3 separate regions of the Sus scrofa genome follow, and all the other regions are linked to region 2. Evidence: chromatin contacts called from public promoter capture Hi-C data. All regions are on one chromosome and are shown on one strand. Each heading gives the region's core, a stretch centred on a gene start, on an enhancer-like site or on the middle of the called end of the contact. The rest is flanking DNA. Distances are from core to core; before and after follow the strand shown. Region 1 holds the start of DEF8 (differentially expressed in FDCP 8 homolog). Region 2 holds the start of SPATA2L (spermatogenesis associated 2 like). Region 3 holds the start of LOC100738955 (AFG3-like protein 1).

Evidence for each region. Promoter capture Hi-C pulls out the DNA fragments that hold promoters and counts their contacts.
Region 1: a promoter capture Hi-C map of liver shows a contact between it and region 2, with 2.3 times the contacts expected there. The contact joins the promoter of DEF8 here to the promoter of SPATA2L in region 2. A contact is called at or near these places in 4 of 5 promoter capture datasets (fetal liver, fetal skeletal muscle and liver), 4 of 47 Hi-C or Micro-C datasets (alveolar macrophages, embryonic fibroblasts and heart right ventricle) and 2 of 2 datasets of contacts at active chromatin or transcription factors (alveolar macrophages and skeletal muscle).
Region 3: a contact with region 2 is called in a promoter capture Hi-C map of liver, with 4 times the contacts expected there. The contact joins the promoter of LOC100738955 here to the promoter of SPATA2L in region 2. A contact is called at or near these places in 1 of 5 promoter capture datasets (liver), 1 of 47 Hi-C or Micro-C datasets (heart right ventricle) and 1 of 2 datasets of contacts at active chromatin or transcription factors (alveolar macrophages).

The regions. Positions count from the first base shown.
Region 1 is chr6:159,167-163,601 of Sscrofa11.1, reverse strand. It overlaps DEF8 (differentially expressed in FDCP 8 homolog), which reads left to right and starts at 2,666. Exons shown (of 12, transcript XM_021097025.1): 1 at 2,666-2,748.
Region 2 is chr6:326,911-331,264 of Sscrofa11.1, reverse strand. SPATA2L (spermatogenesis associated 2 like) reads right to left here and starts at 2,731. Exons shown (of 3, transcript NM_001177918.1): 1 at 2,429-2,731; 2 at 354-874; 3 at 1-351. The coding sequence starts at 2,731.
Region 3 is chr6:137,765-141,963 of Sscrofa11.1, reverse strand. LOC100738955 (AFG3-like protein 1) reads left to right here and starts at 2,063. Exons shown (of 13, transcript XM_021095981.1): 1 at 2,063-2,076; 2 at 2,236-2,477. The coding sequence starts at 2,063. CENPBD1 (CENPB DNA-binding domain-containing protein 1) reads right to left here and starts at 2,320. Exons shown (of 2, transcript XM_021097032.1): 1 at 1,442-2,320; 2 at 1-1,440. The coding sequence starts at 1,630. The coding sequence ends at 340. DEF8 (differentially expressed in FDCP 8 homolog) reads left to right here. Exons shown (of 12, transcript XM_021097025.1): 12 at 1-1,110.

The DNA of each region.
Region 1 (4,435 bases), core at 1,417-3,916, 170 kb after region 2:
GGGACAGGGAGGGGTTGCCACAGGGCCGGGGGACCTCTGAGGACTTGGGTGGGGTTACCATTTTAATGAGGCCATAGTCTGCGGGGTGTATGCATGTGTCAAGACGGATCCGACTGTGCACTTCAACACTCCGTTTGCTGCATGTCGGTTACACCTCGACAAAGCCCTGAGGAGAGAAGAAGCTCGCAGAGGCCCCTGGTGGCTCAGAGGGTTTAGGCCTGGTGCTGCCACTGCAGTGACTGAGTCTCTCACCACCATCAAGGCCCAAGTGTGGGAGTTCCTGTTGTGGCGCAGTGGAAATGAATCTGACGAGGAACCATGAGGTTTCGGGTTCGATCCCTGGCCTCGCTCCGTGGGTTAAGGATCCAGCGTTGCCGTGAGCTGTGGTGTAGGTCGCAGACGCAGCTCAGATCCTGCGTGGCTGTGGCTGTGGCGCAGGCCAGCAGCGGTCGCTCCAATTGGACCTTTAGCCTGGGGACCTCTGTATGCCACAGGTGTGGCCCTAAAAAGCCAAAAAAAAAAAAAAAATAGCCAGAGTGTTTACCTTGACCCACGGCCCCTCCCACCTCCAATCCCCTCTCTCTGCACCTTTCTGGCCACGCGACCTGAGTTCTCTTCTGCAAACCTTGGCCCCGTGGGCTCCAGGCGTTCACACATCTGGCTTTGGGCCCTTGCCGGCTGCCCGCGGTCCTCTGCTTCCTCCGCTTTGGGGCTTGGCATGTCCTCTTCCCCAGCTTTTCATACACTTGGCATCCTGCTTATTTGCTTCTTGAGCGTCACACCTGCTACTCATCGGCTTCTTTGCTTAGCGTCTGTCTGGCTCCTCGGGTTCTGCCTGCTCCCTGCTGTGTCACCGTGGGAGTGGGCCCCTGCCAGGTGGAACATTCTTCCTCTCCTGGGGACTGTCCCTCCCTCAGGCCCTGTCATTAGGCACCCACGTATCCAGGCAGCATCCTAGGCCCCAAAGCTGTGCAGAAAGCAAACAAAACTCTTGCTGCAGCCTTTGGTTTCTTTTTGTTGTTGTTGTCTTTTTGCCTTTTCTAGGGCCGCTCCCGTGGCATATGGAGGTTCCCAGGCTAGGGGAGGAATCGGAGCTGCAGCCGCCGGCCTACGCCACAGCCACAGCAATGCAGGAGCCAAGCCACGTCTGCCACCTACACCACAGCTCACGGCAACGCCGGATCCTTAACCCATTGAGCGAGATCAGGGATTGAACCTGCAACCTCACGTTTCCTAGTTGGATTCGTTAACCACCGAGCCATGATGGGAACTCCAGCCTTTCGTTTCTGATGTGGGGGTGGTGGAGGGTGGTGAAGACAGACGGGGCTTCCTCAACTCCTGCACCGCTGCTGAGCAGCCCCGCTGGGCCTCCGGTGTCCTCAGTGAGAGGGAAGAATTGGAGCACCTTCTCCCCTCGCGAGCTGCGAAGGCCACACGGGGTCAGGTAGCTGGAAGCTGACTGCACAGAGGTCCCCTCTTCCTTTTTCCCTCAGCTCCCAGGGTTTAAAAGAAGATTAAATGCCAATTTTGTTTCTAGCCGTGCCCACGGCATGTGGGAGTTCCCGGGCCAGGGACTGAACCTGTGCCACAGCTGTAACCGGAGCCACAGCAGTGACCGCCACAGGATCCTTACCCTGCTGAGCCACAGGGGAACTCCTAAATACCAGCTTTTTTAAAAAGAACGTTTGCTTTTGATTTAAATTAGGACTTTTGTGATTAAGGAAAAATCTAGAAAATGCAGTCCCCTTCTTTACCATTGTGAATAAAAAATTAATCAGGAGATGTGAGAAAGAAGTTGAATTTTTTTTTTTTTTTTTTTTTTTAGGGCCTCACTCTTGGCATATGGAGGTTCCCAGGCTAGGGGTTGAATTGGAGCTGCAGCCGGCAGCCTACACCCCAGCCACAGCAACTCGGGATCCGAGCCGAGTCTGCGACCTACACCACAGCTCACGGCAACGCCAGATCCTTAACCCACTGAGCGAGGCCAGGGATAGAACCTGCAACCTCATGGATACTAGTCGGATTCGTTTCCACTGAGCCACGATGGGAATTCCAAAAAGCTGGAAACTTTATTCGAGCCACATTTGAGAATTATGACCTGGGAAGAGCATCTAGAAAGCTCTGAGGACAGTTCTGCCCATTAGAAGTCAATCGGTTATGGCAGTTTTTTACGACAGAGGGCTGGACATCAAATGACGTATTACTGACACTTGGCACAATCCAGATCTGAGCTCCTGATGCTGGAGCTGGGAAAACGTGGCTGTTGGTGGCTGAACAGGCATTCCTGCCATGTGGGCGGGGCGGGGGGGCGGGGGGGTGCAGAAATGCAGGTCCTCCGGGCACAGCGAGGGGCGAGAGGCCCAAGGGCAGAGCGGCTGTTGAAATTTTTCTTGTCTTGCCATGACGTAGGAATTTTATTTCACACCATCTATTTTTTTGCTTTCTGGGCCTGCACGTGCAGCGCATGCAGCTTCCCCGGCCAGGGGTCGAGTCTGCATCGTCATGGGCCCGCGTCGGGTTCCTAGCCCGCCGAGCCCCAAGGGGACTTCCTCTTGCCCCCGGTCCTGAACAGCGGGACCCCGCGGGCCCAGTTCCCGGAGTGGGACGTGCGGCCTCCGCGTCGGCTGGGGGTGCGGCCTCCGGCTGCCGTGCGCCTCCGGGCCGCAGGCGGCAGCAGCGGGCGGCGGCGGCTGCAGCGCAGCGAGGGCGCGGCCACCATGTAGCGGGGGCGGTGGCGGCGGCGGTCAGGTGAGCGCGGGGCGGGAGGCGCGGGCCGGGGCCCGGGGCGCCGGCCTGGAGCCCGGGGCGGGGGGGCTCTCCCGCGCGGACGCCGGGGCCCCGGGACCCGCCGAGGCCCCGCCGGAGCGCACAGCGGGACTCTGGGCCGCCAGGCCCCTCCCCGGGTGGCACAGGGGGCTGGTGACCTCAGCTGTCTCCACCCTGCTCCGGCGGGGTTTGGTGGACGCGGCCACCCCAGGTGACACTGTCACTGCTTCCGGCTGTCGACACGCGTTGTCGTAGGATCTGTGAGGCCCGGGGCGTGGGGGGGTCCCCGAGACAGGGCCACCCTGTGCTGGGGGCCGGGCCAGTCTGTGAAATGGGCGGGGGGCGCAGGGTCCTGGGCGTGTGTGTTGTTGTTGTGGGGGAAGGGTGGGGCTGTCCTCCTCGAGGAGGTGGCGCAAGGCTTCGGTGACTCAGGCTCCTTAAAGGGACAGTAACACAGGCCCTGCGCCCGGAGCGGTCCCGGTGGGCCTCCTTCCAGGTGTGAGCAGGTAGGAGCCCGGGAGCCCCTGGTGGCAGCAGGGGTGATGACAGGACCTCTTGGAGCCCGGCGCCTGGGTGTGGGAGGCTGATGCAGGTGCCCCAGAGCCCTGGGCTTCATTCTGAGGTTTCCTTTAAAGCAAAGTCAGTGGAGTCCACACCCCCAGAGAGGCGGTCTCTGGAGGGGGCCGAGGACTGGTGTCCTTTCCTCTGAGTGTCCACCTTCCTGCCTGCCCCTGGGAGACCCGGCCTGAATTCCGGGTGCAGGGCTTGTTGTGGGGCGTGCCTGGTGGGGTGGTGAGGGTGGTGGTGCTTCCTGCAGAGGCAGCCCCCACGCCCTCATTGCTGGGCCCATGTGTCAGTGGCCTCCTTCTGCCCTGGACTGTGCACTTTGGCAGGGGGGAAGCAGGCTGGGAGAGATGGGCAACCCCACTTCTCTGCCCTCCTCGGCCTCCACATCCCTGCTGACTGCCCGTGGCGAGGTTAATGAAAGCTGCTTTTCCTGAAGGAACTGGAGCCCCAGGAGCCCTGCCGGGAGTGGGGAGGTATTCCTTCTCAGAGCTTCTCTGGCCATTTATGTATTTTTAATTTAATTTAAAAAAATGTTGGCTATGGCCTGCAGTGGTAGCTTTTTTTGATGTGGGCTCTCAGTTCCCAGACCAGGATTGAACTTTCAGGGAGAGGGCTGGGTCCTAACCATGAGGCCACCAGGGAACTCCCCTGGCCATATTTTAAAATGCTGGGAGGTTTCTCAGGGGAACCCCCCCCGCCCCCCACCTCAGTCTCCTGGGGTCGGGCTGCTCGTCACATGGTGTCAGACACAGTTTCCTCTACAGCGACTTTGGGTTTTGGGCTTCACTGCCACATATGCCAGTCCTTTTAGTTCTGCCCCCACTCCGGGCGGGAGGCAGTGTGTTTTCCCTTATTTATGGCAAGAGACAGCATTGAATCAGGCCAGTCTGATTCTTAATATTGACGTTGATAACAGCAGATGGCAGCTGGTATTTATTTTTGGCCAAGGTACTGAGAACTTTGTACTGACGAATTTAATCTGTAACCCTGTGCGGTGAGGACTTATTTTCCCCATTCGAACATGAGAACTCCTAAGCAAAGCCAAGCGTTCCCTGGTGTCTCCGTGGGTTGAAGATTTGGTGTTGTCACTGCTGTGACTTGG
Region 2 (4,354 bases), core at 1,482-3,981:
TGGCTGTTCCCCCGCAGGACGTGCAGCACGTGGCCTGGGCGGCAGGCGGGCAGGGCGGGGCAGTGGGCAGCGTGCAGCTGGCGACAGGTGTCACAGCAGAGGGTGGGCAGGGCACCAGGGGCCAGGCAGCTGTGGGCCTGGTAGCCCAGGGGCTCGGGGACCGGCCCATGCACACGCGGGGGGCTGGCCCGCTCGGGGCTGCCGGGAGCTTGGGGAGCAGCCAGGTCTCCCGGCTGACTCAGCAGCTCCCGGCGCAGGGAGAGGAAGGAGAAGGCCTCGGGCTCGGATTCCAGCTCCTCCTCCGAGGCCTCGTACGGCGGGCTGCTGGCCTCCACCGGCCCCCAGGCCCCGCCCCCGACCCCCACAGTTGGGCGCTCTGCTCCCAGAACAGAGGCCGGCAGGCCAGCTCCGAGGCGGCGGGCGAGTCCGGGCCTGGCGAGGGCCCGCCGTACAGGCTGGCCTCGTCCGAGCCCTCGTCCTCCTGCAGGTCCCGGTACAGGTCCAGCCGGGCCCGGCACACGGCCGGGGAGCCCCGAGGGGGCAAGGGCGGCGGCTCTTCCTCCCGCGCCAGGCGCTGCTGCAGCCAGGCCACGCAGGAGGCCACGTCGGCGCTGGCCCGCCGTGCCTGCAGCAGCACCTCGGCCGGAAGCACGCTGGTGCCCAGCTGCGCCAGCACCTCGCCCAGGATCTCGCACTCCAGGCGCAGGGCGAAGCAGCCCAGGGCCACTTGCACCAGCTGGCGGGCGGGGGGCGGGGCGGCCACCATGAGGCGGTGGGCGTCCCTGCGCACGTAGCCCATCTTCCGGAAGCTCTGGATGAGGAGGTCCTCCGAGAGCGCGCCCCTCAGCACGTGCACGTAGCCCCCGGAAAAGGTCTGCAAGGAAGGGGGCAGGTCAGCAGCAGCCCGTCTTCCCGCAGACCTGGGCAGCCTCAGGCCCCAGGTGGTCAGGCCGGCCCGGGCCGCGCTGCACTGACGCTCCCTCCAGAGGAACTTTGTGGGCAGGTGCCCAGGTCCACCCCCAGGCGCTCTGATCCCGTGGGCTAAGGCAAGCCCACGAATCTCAATTCTGAAAAGATCTACCAGACTTCACCTGGGGCATAGATCCTGCCTTCTGGGTCCCCTCCACCCCCTCACCGGTGGGGGTTTGCCGTTCTAATCAGTTTCCTGTGTACCTGCTGAGTTCTGGTTGGGCAAACACACAGAAACATCCGTGCTGTGTGCTCCTCTGACCAGGCAGCCTCCTAAACACCTTCTCAACTGGGATCATTGATTTCTAAGCGCTTCCCGCACCAGGACAGAGGGCGAGCCGTTGACGTCACACCGAGGGGACCTGGAGTTGTCGCAGCTCTGGGCTGCAAGGGAACTCGGAGGGTTCCTAGGATGGTGATGGCAGTTCGTCTGCAGCTCTTGACTCTGGGACCCCTGCTCCTCAGCTTGCAGCTTATGACAGACCTCCAATGGGGCACGCCGTGCAGGTGTGCTCAGGGCTGTGCCCTCGCCCCACACTCTTGTGTCCGTTCCGCAGAGGAAGAAGTGGATTCGGCACGATTAGGTAACTCGCCCCACACCACACAGGCGGGAGGAGGCAGAACCAGACCCCATCGAGGTCTGCCCAGCACTGAAGCCCATGAGCACCTCAAGGCAGGCCTGTCTGTCCGGTTCTGCCCTTGGCCCCCTTGGGGGCTGGATCCTGCCCTCTGGTCTTGACTGAACCTCAGACCAGCATGGGTCCCCCAGTGGAGCAGTGGGCTCCAGAGCTCACCTTCCAGAGAGAGGCTGCTGCCGCTGCCATGGCAACAGGCGGAGGCAGGCGCCCACGGGCCCAGTGACATCATTAACTTCCTCCTCTTCCCAGTTAGCTCAGAGGCGCAGGGCAGCCTGCTGCCTCCTGCCAGTGTGCAGCTCGCCTAGAGGGGCCATGCTGGCCCTGGGCTCAGCCTCCACCAGGGCCAGGGGTGAACTAGGTTCTTGTTTAGTGGGCACCCCTAGGGCGTGCAGGGGCACCTCCACCCAGCCCCGGCCTGCCTCAGAGAACAGGTTCTCTTTCCATGTTTTGTACAAATGGGCTCCGTCCATGTCGCAGAGGGGTTGAGGTGACCTGGACCCTCAAGTCCCTCCCATGTGCCTGTCCTAGGGTTTCTGTGCCAACCGGGGCCACAAGGTCACCTTGGGGAGGACAGCAATGCAAGCTTTAAGGAGCAGGAGGCCCCCAGAAGGCAAGTACCCTGGCAGTGATCTCCACACACCATGCTCTCAGCCCTAGGAGTGACTCAGCCAAGAAACGCTCCAGCAAGCCCAGGACCCTCAGCGCACGGAGTCCTCTGCGGACACCCTGAAGTCCCTCAGCCCTGACGGCAGCCGCCCTCCTGATAGTGGCCAGCCCCCAGCAGCCTTGGCATGGGACCCGCACAAGGCCTGGCGCCCTACCTTGATGGTGGTAAACTCCTTTCTCCAGGGCAGCAGATACAGGTGCACGGCGGCCAGCTCCAGCAGCTCGAAGGCGCGGGCAAGGCCGCGCAGGGCGGGGGCCAGGTCGGCGCGGCCCCACAGGCCATCGGTGAGCAGAGCCAGCGCGTCATCCTGCAGCGCCCCGTGCAAGTCGAAGTCTTCCACCAGGATCTGCCAGAGCACGGCGCGCAGCGACGGGTCCCCGCACACGCCCGCGCGGCCGCGCCGCAGTTCACGCTCCAGACACAGGCGATAGTCCTCGGACAGCGAGCTGCTGCCCATCCTGGCGGGTAGGAATAGGCTGTCAAGAACCAGAGGCCCCTCCCTTCCCGCTGTGCGCCCCCAGAGCCCCCGTCTGCATCTGCAGGTCCCCCTCCAGCCTGGAGACGGTGTCACCGCCAGCTGTGCGTCCCTGGTATCTGCAGCATCTCCTTCCCTGGAGACCTGTGCCAGGAGAGGCTCCCCTCCCTAGCAGAGACCACTTCTCACCCACCAGATCGTGCTGTGGGCCCCGCGGGCGATCGTGTTACCTGTCTGTCCCCAGCGGTCCCCCAGTGCCGGCCGCTCAGTTCGGGCCTCTCCAGCAGCAACGCGCTTCCGCCGGGGACGGCCCTGCCCATCGGCCTGGGCCGTGACGTTTTGGGCGGGGTCTCTTCGGCTACCGCCCCTTCGGCCAAAGCGGACGGGGAGGGGCCTGGTGCGGGCCCGGGATCACCGGCTGGGTGCACCTGTACCTGCGGCAGCCCCGCGTCGCCCGTGTCCCCACCGGGCGCTCCCACCGGGCGCTCCCACCGGGGCGCTCTTCTTCCGCGGACGCAGACCTCAGGAGCTGGGCCCCTAGGCGCGCCAAGCCGCGGAGGAAGCAGGTGCTCGCGAGTGTAGGGGCGTCTCAAGCTCCCGCCGGGCGGGAGGCAGGGGGCGGGGCGAGGGGCGGGGCTACCAGATGGGGCGGGGCCTTCCGCTTCGCCTAACGAGGACTGGCCAGATAAGCAAGGGGCGGAACCTGTGCTGGGGCGGGGCCGGCGCTGCAGGTGGGCGTGACCTGCGTCTTGGTTGCGTTTGACTCCGTAACCTCAGGGTGGGTGGGCGGCCTGGGAGTCTTTCTGTGGCTTCTGGTTTCCTACGGCCGGCACAGCCCCGGTCCCCGAGAGCATCTTGGCGGGGGACGGGGGGAGGGGGGTCTTTGAGGCGGTGTGAAGGCGCCTTCCTCCCTAGGTCAGAGTCACTGCCAGGCACCCCACCCACGGTCGCCCAAGCTGACCAGGGCTGTGGATCTCCCAGGCCTAATCTGGGCCACAGCTTCCAAGGGACGTTTTAATGTCCGTGCTTTCGTTTCTTCTGCTCAGCTCAGCGTTAAGGCCTCTTGGGTGGAGGAGGATTTAGCCATCGGGGAGGTCCCTGCTCAGGGCAAGGAGGGTCTTGTTTTCGGCGTCCCTGCCTGGGTCCTTACCTCTCCAGGCCACTTTGTAGAGATGGACTCCGACTGCAGGAAGATGTCTCTTAACAGTTTTCACCTGGTAGCGCATCGCCCGCTGGCCTGCAGCGACCTCAAAGGCCGGACTTGTAGAAAAGGTGTGCAACTAAGCCGGGAGTCTCTGCGTCTTGTGCTGAGGCCGCTCAAGGTGGAAGTCTTTCACTTGCTGTTTCCTCAACCCACGGCCCACCCTGGGGCCACATCAACGCTGAGGGGACAGCTTATCTTCCCGCACCTCCAGCTGCAGCCATCAGCGCTTGTGTGGACAACAGCTGAGCTGGCCACGCTCCTCGGCCTGGTCTCGGGCAGATGCAGGGCCTCTGCAATGAGCGGAAGTGCCTTTGGCCGCGGCCGTAGCGCCCTCCGCCAGCAGAGGCGCTCGTGCCATGTGGACCTCGCCCCGCTGTTCTCCTCAGTGTGAAGGGCTGTGT
Region 3 (4,199 bases), core at 814-3,313, 190 kb after region 2:
CTAGGAGAGCTGCTGCGAGCGCCACTCCTTCTCGCCGTACAATTCCCGTAGCAGTTTATTGCATCATTGATGGCATTTGAAACTTTTCGTTTCCACTCGTCATCAGGGCTGTGACTGGTAAGGACCTGTAAGCCGGCCTCGAAATGTGAGAAGGCTCGGACAGCTCCTGCGGGGTCAGCTGGCGCAGGGCCGGGGCGGCATCCGCGCTGCCCTCCTCTTCTGGTGGCTCCCGCTCCAGCTGCATCAGCTCCTCATTCGAGAAACCCTCCTCGTGGGACCGCAGCAGTCGCGCCACGTCAGCTTCCGCCACCTCTCCGAGAGCCACTTTGTCAGCAAGGCTCACGAGTTCCCTTGAAGCTGTGCGATGCTGTCTGCTTGGGAGCCGTTCTGGAACTGAACACACTCAGGCCACATCTTCTTCCACACACTGTTCATCGTGGCTGGTCTGAGCTCCTCCCAGGCTATGGCAATGTTGTCCACGGCATCCATGATACTGTAGTTTCTCCAAAACGCCCCGACCTCAGCAGTCTCCTCCCCATCTGTTGCTTCGAGGATGTGCTCAAAAGTCCTTCTTAGGTAATGAGCTTTGAAGGTAGACGCTATGCCTTGACCCACAGGCTGCATCAGGTTGGCTGTACTGTCACAAAGATACTCCACCCTTACCTTATCGGACAGATCGCTCAAATTTACTGGATGGCACGGTGCACTGTCTAAGATGAGCAGGGCTTTGCTGGCGAGGTTATTTTGGGCACAGTGTTTTTCAACGGCAGGGCAAAAAAAGCACGTGAACCATTCATGAAAGATGCTCCTGGTGGCCCAGGCCTTTTTGTTTGAGCGCCAGATTACAGGCAAATTGGGCTTGGAGTACCCCTTCAGAGCCCTGGGGTTTTCTGAACGGTACACTAACAAGGGCTTCAGCTTAAAGTCCCCAGCCGCGTTACCACCAAGAAGCAGCATCAAGCGATCCCTGGATGGTACAACCCACCGCTCGGTTTTCTCTTCCAACGAGAGACGTGTTCCCTCAGGCATTCTTTTCCAATAAAGCCCTGTCTCGTCTACATTAAAAACCTGCTGGGGGGTGTACTCACCCTCCTGGATGATGCTTTTCAATACTTCTGGGTACGGGTCTTCCTTGCCAGGAGCGGTGCTGGGCATCTTCAAGTGGGGCCAACAGTGGCGTCCCCTGAATCTCACAAACCACCCTTTACTAGCACTAAACGTCTCCGTCTGGGAGCTCGCACCTTGTTCACGCTGTAAGTCGTCGAACAAACTCTTAGCCTTCTCCTGAATAACGGAGACGCTCAGGGCCACGTTCCGCTGGCCGTGGTCTTCGAGCCACACACGCAACAATCGCTCCATGGTCTCCATGAGTGCGTTTCGGTGGCGGGTCAGCCGAGATGCTCGCAAGGGGGTGGCGATTTGGGAGCTCGCTTTGATTTTTTTCTTTATTATCTCGGATGGTAGCCACTGTGGAGACGGCAAGGCCTAAGGCCTTTGCGATCTGGCTGAGCTTTTCACCCATCTCAAATCGTCTTAACACTTCTAATTTTATGTCTAGGGCAATTGCTTTCCGTTCCCTTTTGGCACTCCCGGGGAGGGCCGCCGCGCTTAGGGGCCTTTTCCCAGGCATCTTTGCCTCCAAAATGTACAGAAACAGCAGCACTCCCAGGTGCAAGAAAAGCCTGTTTCCTCAAGGCTCCCTTGCAGAACTCGGGAGAGGGAGTGGGGCTTCGAGGAGGAGGCGCAGGCTGACGTCCCCGGAGACGCGAAGGGTCGCTACAGGTCTGCCCAGCCACACTGCCCAGGAACAGGCCGGTTCACTCTGGGCTGCAGGGCGGGCAGCGTGGCCCCCCGGCGTCCATCAGTGTCCAAATTCCTGGACAGCAAGCACATCAGGCCTGGCTGAGTTTCTGTGATGCAGAAAATAAAAATCCGAGCAAGGGAAGGAAGGTGTCCGGCACACGCCCCGCCAGTTCCAAGCAGAACCTGTTCCCAGCGCGCCGCGCGCTCGACTCTGAGAGCCGCTGCCCACGGAGGACCCCGGGAGGGCGTGTCCTCGGAGATGCCCGATTTAAAGTAAGTCTAAAGGCGCTGGCTCCCCTCTCAGCATCTCGTGCGAGTCGGTCCCTGGGCAGGTCAGGTGTCTGGGCGGGGAAAGGCGTCTGGGTAGGACAAGGCAGGGCGCGCGTTCAGAGGCCGACGGCATCAGGCCATCAAGTAGACACCTGAACAGAGGCCCCTGTGTCGGCGCCTCGGCCCTACGGCGCATGCGTTAGGCGACCGCGCGGGTGGGCTCGGGGCGTGGCGTCCTCTGGCCCGTTCGCCGCAGCGGGGCGCGGGTGCCCGCCCGAGCGGCGTCGGGTCGGGCGTGGAGCCTGTCCCAGCGGCCGCCGGCGGTGGTCGGCCCGCTCGCCGTGCCGTGGCGAGGCGGCTGGACGGCTGGGGCGGGCGGGAAGTCGTTCGGACCCGTCCGGCAGGTGAGCCCACCGATCCGGGGCGGCAGGGAGGACGGCTGACCTCGGCGTCGCGCTCGCGCCGTTGGGGTGCGCGGGTCGGTGCCGGGGAACGGGGTCCGCGCGAGGGAACCCGCCAACCCAGGAGCGGCGGTGACATCCCCTGCCAGAGGGCCCTGGGGCTCCCGCCCAGTCCCGAGTCCGTCGGTCCCTCGGGCCCCGCCCTCCTCCCTCGGGCCCCGCCCTCCCCCCTCGGGCCCCGCCCTCCTCCCTCGGGCCCCGCCCTCCTCCCTCGGGCCCCGCCCTCCTCCCTCGGGCCCCGCCCTCCTCCCTCGGGCCCCGCCCTCCTCCCTCGGGCCCCTTTCGCCCTTTCCTTCTGAAGTTCCCGTGCTTCCGGTGCGCCCGCCCCCGTCCCCTTATTCCACTGACCCTGAACCCACGTGGTCCTGAGCCCACGGGGAGCAAATTGCGTTCAGGCCTCGCTGCGCTGCTGACCTGCTGTGCCTTCTCCGGCGCTTTCTTCTGCTCTGTCTCGCACTTGTCCCTCCGATGTGATGTCGTGAAAGGGATTTGTCAAGTGTTGTGTTTTTTTGTTGAGACCTTCTTCGAGCCCAGTTCTGCCAGTGTAATCATAGCTAATCCTGTTTGAGGGTTTCTGGGCTCAGGGCTGCACGGGTTGTCACTTGTAAGCTTTCTACTCACTTGTCAGCTTTCTACTCACTTGTCATGTAGGATAAGACCCTGTTTTGGTTTTTATTTTAATGGCCCCACCCGTGTCACATGGAAGTTTCCGAGCCAGGGACTGACTAAGCCTTATCTGCAGCTACGTGGGATCCTTTAACCCACCTCCTTGGCTGGGGGATGGAACCTGCACCTAGGCAGCCACCTGAGCTCCTGCGGTGGGTTTCTTAATCTCCTGTGCCATAGCTGGAACTCCATAACTCTGTTTTATGGAAGAGGAAATGTAAGGTCACAGCTGCTCCAGCATTTTCAGTTATTTATTTATTTTTGCTTTTTAGGGCTGCACTTATGGGATATGGAGATTCCCAGGCTAGGGGTCGAATCAGAGCTGCAGCCTCCAGCCCACCCTACAGCCACAGCAGTGAAGGATCCAAGCCACGTCTGCAGCCTCCACCACAGCTCACAGGCAGCGCCAGAGCCTTAACCCACTGGGATTGAACTCGAGTCCTCATGGGTACCAGTCGGGTTTGTTACTGCCGGGCCACATGGGAGCTCCGTGAAATGTGTTTTTAATGGGGTAAAGCAGATGAAGACTTCAGGGTTACACTTCAGCCTGAATCCCAGTCCCTTGGAGGCTGTAATCGCCACTGTGGGAAATGCCCCATTGACCTGCAGAGGCAGATAATTCTCTCTCGTGGCAGTGCCTGCAGGGAATCCGTGTCCAGCAGTGGCCCCTGGGGTCGGGACTGACGTCGTGTTCCCAGTGGCTCTGTTCGAAACCACCGAAGGTGCTCTTCTTTTTCTGTCATCATTACCTGCACCAGGTTCACGGGAACCAAGCGAGGCTCCCTTGGTGTCTGTGTGGGGAGCGTGACACGGGGTGCGTGATGACGCAGGAGCTCCTGCCCTCCCCTTCTTAGCTTCCGTACTCGTCACACCCCGCTCTTCTCGTTGCTGCGTCACCTCCTGTCTTTACGGTTTTGTTCTGTCCGTGAAGGTGGTGAGAGACACACTCCTCTGAAAGGGCGTCGAGGGCGAGTCCTGGGGGCCGGACGGGAGCAAACC